2 separate regions of the Mus musculus genome follow, and region 1 is linked to region 2. The links are chromatin contacts, called in public HiChIP or PLAC-seq maps. All regions are on one chromosome and are shown on one strand. The core of a region is the stretch at or near the end of the contact, and the rest is flanking DNA. Distances in the headings are between cores, read along the strand shown. Region 1 overlaps Taok3 (TAO kinase 3). Region 2 holds the start of Bicdl1 (BICD family like cargo adaptor 1).

The links. HiChIP or PLAC-seq counts read pairs in DNA pulled down with a chosen protein or histone mark.
Region 1: an H3K27ac HiChIP or PLAC-seq map of large pre-B cells shows a contact between it and region 2, with 7 times the contacts expected there. The contact joins the enhancer-like site here to the promoter of Bicdl1 in region 2. A contact is called at or near these places in 1 of 39 promoter capture datasets (hippocampal neurons), 2 of 484 Hi-C or Micro-C datasets (both in embryonic stem cells), 3 of 115 datasets of contacts at active chromatin or transcription factors (embryonic stem cells, large pre-B cells and pancreatic cancer cells) and 1 of 9 other capture datasets (embryonic stem cells).

The regions. Positions count from the first base shown.
Region 1 is chr5:117,137,373-117,140,487 of GRCm38.p6, reverse strand. The region is part of intron 1 of Taok3 (TAO kinase 3); the gene reads right to left. Among named protein-coding and RNA genes, the nearest start is that of Taok3, 19 kb to the right of the region's middle. Within about 2 kb of position 1,692, at least 132 of the 459 cell types and tissues checked have an H3K27ac peak or open chromatin away from gene starts, as enhancers often do.
Region 2 is chr5:115,729,798-115,732,976 of GRCm38.p6, reverse strand. Bicdl1 (BICD family like cargo adaptor 1) reads left to right here and starts at 1,356. Exons shown (of 9, transcript NM_001080808.2): 1 at 1,356-1,855. The coding sequence starts at 1,418.

The DNA of each region.
Region 1 (3,115 bases), core at 443-2,942, 1.4 Mb before region 2:
TTCTCTTCCAGTGAGGCTGTCCTCGCTCCAGAACCCAAGTCCAGGTTCTCATCCCCAATCTTTCTTCCTTGAAGTCACTCCACAGAGCAGCTGGGGAGCGCTCCTTCAAAGGCTCTCATTGCATTGGTCTCTCCTATTCAAATGGCTTAAACGGCTCCCCACTATCTCCGGTTCAGAGTTCAAACTTCTTGCTATGTGATTCAAAAAGTCTTTGATTCCCCACTGTCCCTAAGTCCCCGGCTTTGTTCCCACCCTCTGAACTCGGCTGAGCGTGCACTGATCATGTCCTGCCACACCTGATGAAAAGCTGGCCAGCCTTTGGGACTTCGTATAGATCCCACCGCCACCGGGTGTAAAGAAGTACCCTGACAACTTCCTGATGGCATCTACCCTTTACATGACACGGCCACTCCTTAACTTCATTCCTTGTGACTAGCAATTTGAGGACGCTTAGGCATGCCTTCTGCACAGTGTCCTCATGGTGACGGGCAACTGGGACTGTTCACTCAGAATTAAAGACCATCTGTCCAGGACTCAAGCTGAAGTTCTGTGTCTATCTCGCTTCTGATGAAAAGATCCAGGAGACCAACTAACTAAATAAACAATATTTTGTGTATGTGTGTGGAATAATTAAGAGAGATGATTTTTAAGGAATTTTCATTTCTATTACTTTACAAAAATAATTATGAGCAATTGCACTCCTAGGCACATACTCCAAAGAATTGAAAACATATGCTCATATGAAAATGTATACATGGGGGCCGGAGAGACAGCTTTAGCCATAACGAGTGCTTTGTGCTCTCCTGAATTCCAGCACTCATGATTGTCTGTAACTTCAAAGCCAGGGAGTGCGCGCTCTCGCTCTCTCTCTCTCTCTCTCTCTCACACACACACACACACACACAGCAATGCATATGTGGATGCTCACATCAATGTTACGATCAGCAATGGAAACACCTCAAGTGCCCATCAACTGATGAACACACAGGAGACAGTGTCACCGGCATGCACTGCTGGTCTTAAAAGGGAATGGAGTATTGACCCAGGTGGCACATGATACAACATGGATGAGTCTAGAAAATATCATGCAAAGTGGAGGGCTCTCACATACTCACACAGTGCCACATGGGGTCTGATCCCACACATAATGAAATGTCCACAATCAGACAGAAAGTTAGTGACTGTCCAGCGCTGGAGTCTATGAGAGCAAGTGACGTGGGCACACACAGTTTTGTTCATTGGTTTAATACATTAAAAACCACCTGGAAGCCAAGCCTGGTGGTGGCACACGCCTTTAAACTTCCAGCACTCAGGAGGTAGAGGCAGGTGGATCTCTGGGAGTTCAAAGGCAGCCTGATCTACAACATAGGAGGAGTTCTAGGCGGGTCCGGACTATGTAGTAAGAGCTTGGGGGAAATCCTAGTGTTTAGGAGGTAGAGTCAGGAGAATTCAAGGCCAGCTTTGATGACCCAGGGAGCCATCAGGTTGAGCTACATGAAACCTTGGCTCAGCAAAAAGACAGCAGAAATAGGCAGGGGAAAAGTCAAACAGGAAGTGAGCCTGACACTGGGCTTGAAAAGAAGGTAAAGTCTGAGAGCTAGAGATACTTTTGGTGAAATAACAAGCACTGGTACCAGTGGTGAGCCTGGAACATCTGACTGACTGCAAAGGAGCTGAAGGGACCGCCCGCCCGCCTGCCCGCCCAAGAGCAGAGGAAGTGAGGCTGGATAAACACTCTGGGGACAGATTAGCAAGGGCGTGGAGAACCTCGCAGTGGAAAGTGGGAACCTCAGAGGCCCAGCATGCAGAGTTCAGTGCTGGAAGTGGCATTTGAAGAAGGCTGTGCAGCAGGGCGTGGCGGTGCATGCCTCCAACCCCAGCACTGGAGAGACCCAGCCAGAAGATGGAGTGTTCAAGGCCAGCCTGGCCAGCACACAGTGAGACCCTGTCTCAAATAACAACCAAAAAGCAAAGGAATGAAAAGGTTGTTGGGTATGAGCTGGGGAGGGTGGGTGGGTGAGAGACCAGGATGGAGGGAGCCAGCTATGGTGACCCATAAATGAAGACACAGGGGACGGAGTCTGAACGGGACGCAGGGAACAGTTTAATTTTTACAGCAGTATTGAGGAAGTCTAACTAGGGGCAGTCTAAGTACAAGGCAGACACAGAGGAATCCAGAAGCAGGAGACAAGAGGGTCATGCTATAGGTAGAGCTATAGACTTTCAAGTGTCAGGACCATGTCCACAGGGGCTTCAGAGCCTTAGCAAAGCTGTACACAGTTTCATGGTTTAGTCAGTCTAGTCTCAGTATCTCCCTACTTCACGTCTGCTTAGCTGCCATCCCAGGGAAATCTGCTCAACCTGTCTTCGACGCATCTAAGTTCACAGACTCCTTAGAGGACAGCAATCCCCAGAGATCGACGGTAAGACACCAAAACCAAACCAAACCAAAAATACCTTCTTTATCTTCTGGGTCTGCTAAAGAAAAACTCAACAAAACCCTTTTGTTCTCCCTAATCTGACCTAAAGTGCTGAAATACAGTCTCAACCTGACCGGGTGTGCAAGAGGAACCAGCACACACTGCACAGAGAAAATAAGTTCAAAACAAAACAAAACGACGAAACCAAACGACCCTCTGGCTGGAGAGCCAGCTCAGCGTGTGAACTAGAGTTAGATCCCCAATGCCCATGTGGATGAAGGGCGTGGTGATCATCCGTAACCTGCCTGCTGGGTGAGGCAGATAGAGGGGGACACTTACCCTTAACCTCATACCCTCATACGACTATGCACACACAGGAACACATAAATACTTTGAAAACAAACCCATACTTTGTTCTCCCTGTGGCTCTTCTAAGTTCTACCAAATGGAGGGGAATTTTCAGTGGGTGGACAAAGGGAGAAATGGGGCTGACTCTGAGTCTGTTGGACTGAAAAATAATTTGGCTAATAATTACTAAACCTACAGCCAATTCTGCAGCCTCCCCAGCTTCTCCCCACCCGACTGGCCAGGGTAGCACACGGAGCACGTGAGAACATGGATAAGACCAGTGGGTCCCATCTCCGTGTCCATGTCCTTTTTCAGTCTGAGACACCAAGGCTTGGGAGGAGGGGGCT
Region 2 (3,179 bases), core at 107-2,606:
CCGCACTGCAAATGGCTCTCCGCCTGGCTCCCTGACTCACATAATTGTCCGCAGCCCCCTCGGACCACAGACCAGCTAGGATACCCCACCACAAGACCCAATCCAAATGGGGCTCCCGCCAGCTCCCCAAACCGAAGAGAGGCTGCGGGCTGGGGCCGCGGAGGCGAGGAAGAGGACGCGTGCCGCTGCAGAGCGCCATCAGGGGTGAGAGCGTGGGAGTCTGGAGGAGGAGGAGGCCACACCCAGAGGTGCGAGCGCGGGGGGCGTGGCCCCGGCGAAAACGAGGCAGGGGGCGTGGCCGAGCGCCAAGCTGAGGAGGAGTCGGAGAAGTGGTGGACGTAGAGCCGCACCCTTAGGTGAGCGCGCAGGGGGCGTGGCCACACCTAGAGCTGGGAACGAGGCTGAGGGCGTGGCTCCAGGCCGGGGGCGTGGCCGTCCCCACCCCCCCCCCCCACACACACACACGGGAGGGAGAGGCTCCGGCCTTTCAGGACGCGCTGAGCTTCCCCACGGGCGGCGCGCGCATCCGTCCCCGCGTCGCGTGAGGCCACGTCCGGGTTAGGCGGGCGCCACCTGGGCGCGGCCGAGGCGAGCGGAGCGTCGGCGAATCCCGCGCGGGCGCGGCGGCGAACAGGTGCCCGCGCGCGTCAGGCGCCGGCCCCCGGGGCGGGGAAGAGGGGCGCGGCCGGAAGCGCGGGGCGGGCGGGCGGAGGAGCGAGCCCGGCGGGCGAGCCGGGCGGGTTCCTCGGCCGGGTGAGCTGCGGGGCCGGGCAGGCAAGAAGGAAGGACTGCTCCGGGGCTGTGCGGCCAACGATGTCGAGCCGCCGCCTCGGCCCCTGCAGCAGCAGCAGCCGCCGTCGCCGCCGCTGCTGCCGCCGAGCCGGGGGACATGGAGCGCGGCTGCAAGGAGCGGCCGACGGCAGCAGCAGCAACGAGCGACGCAGCGACAGCGGAGCGCAGCCCTCCCCGTGAGGCGCCGGCCGGCCGGCGGCGGCGGCGACGGCGGCAGCAGAAGCAGCAGCGGCAGCAACAGGGCGGCTGAACCCCGGCCGCGGCGGCGATCCTTAGCGCGGCTTCTCCTCCCGCTCCGCACCCCGCCACCCCTCTTCAATCTCCCCTTCTGCCGCTCTTGCCCACCCCCGTCGTCCGCGTCCCGGGCGCGCGCCAGCAGCTGAGCCCCCCGGGGGCGGGGGCGCGTGTCGCCGGCGCGGGGGAGGGGCCGCCCGCCTGCCCGCCCGCGCGCGCCGCGCCCAGGGCTCGCGGGGACCCGGGGGGCGCGTGCCGCGGCGCAAGGCGAGGCGAAGCGCGGGGCGGCGCGGCGGGGCCCCTCCCCCGCCATCCCCATCCCCACCCCCCGCCTTGCAGCCTGGCGCGCGCCGGCCGGGCCGCACCGCTGCGGGCTCGGCGCGCGCGGGCCATGTCCGCCTTCTGCCTGGGCTTGGCCGGCCGAGCTTCAGCACCCGCCGAGCCGGACAGCGCCTGCTGCATGGAGCTGCCCGCTGGGGCCGGGGACGCAGTCCGGAGTCCCGCCACTGCTGCCGCCCTCGTCTCCTTCCCCGGAGGTCCCGGGGAACTGGAACTGGCCTTAGAGGAGGAGCTGGCGTTGCTGGCGGCCGGGGAGCGGTCGTCCGAGCCCGGCGAGCATCCTCAGGCGGAGCCGGAGTCTCCGGTTGAGGGGCACGGGCCGCCGCTGCCGCCGCCGCCTACCCAGGATCCCGAGCTGCTGTCGGTGATCCGCCAGAAGGAGAAGGATCTGGTGTTGGCGGCCCGACTAGGCAAGGCGCTGCTCGAGAGGAACCAGGACATGAGCCGGCAGTACGAGCAGATGCACAAGGAGCTGACGGACAAGCTAGAGGTGAGGACCTTCCGGCGGCATGGGTGGGGAGCTGGGGTGCCTGCCTGTCCTCCCCGTTTCCGTGCCTAGTCTACCTCGAAGAAGATCATCGAGAACGGGGAGGCAGGAGGGATAGTTTTCACCAGCATCAGCGCGTTCGTTGAGCCCACCTGCCTTTCCCACCCAGCTCGGATGTGAGTCCGTGCACGTCTCTCACCGTTGTGGGCCGTTCTATATATGTATTGTACACAGAGTCTAAAATAGAGCTTACAGTATGACTAATTTATACAGCACCAAGGCGATATCTGCACACAGAAATGAGAACATCGAGAAGCATTTAAAATATGCTTCAGGTGTTCGGAGAAGCAGTTAATCTCTAATCAGGGTGTTAGCCCAGAGCTTTCCAGTCCGGGCATTAAGGCCTCTGGATGCCCTTGTCTTAACTTTCTGGCAGAGAGTTGTGGGGAACAAGTGCCTCGAAAGGAGCTTTATATAGCTTTCAAATGCTTAGGGATTAGGGGATGTGGTTCCATTGCAGAAATCAGAGAAGGCAGGGCTCATCATGTGATTAGTTTGGGCTTCAGTAGCTATGTGTGTCTCAGTAGTACTTTCCTGTGTCCTGGGTCTTAGCATGTATGTTACTTTTAACCACTACTAAAAACATTTCCCCTCACCCACCCCTGTGGGAGGGTCGTTTCCTGGCAAAATGGTTCAGTGGGTAAGGTCACTTGCCCCAATTGGTTCCTCAGAACCCATGTGGGATGTCACTAGCAACGTGTCCTCCGGCCTACACACACACCCCAGTTAATAAATAATCCTAAGTACGTTTTCAAATGAGTAATATTTCTGTTAATTCCATGCAACAACATCGTCTACAACTGTGTTTATTGGGATTTTGCTCTTAAGCAGAAAGAGTCTTGAATGGTAACTGAGGGTACCTAGAAAAAGATAGCCATTCCAAAGTGGTAGGTTTTCAAAATAAAAAGGAGAGCAGGCTCGAGCTGTGGAAACAGCCAGGCTTTTCTGGCCCTCTGCGTTCAGCACTGTTACCCATTTTTCTTGGACTAGTTCTCCTCGTTCTCATTACGAGAACATCATAGTACAGATGTGACCAGGCCCGAAACTAGCCCTCTGTCAGGTTCTCCTCCACTGCTTCTGTTTGGTCAGAATGTGAGTGGACAAACACTTCTGCCGTGGGATTGATGTGCGTCTAGAGTCTAGTCACCTATCGAAAGTTAAATCAGAAGAAAGGAAACCAGTGAGCGGCCTGTGTTTCAGCCGGGCCCGTTATCGAGGCCTGCCGGTCGATGGACTCCTGATACATGGCTTGAAAAGTTGTCTGTGA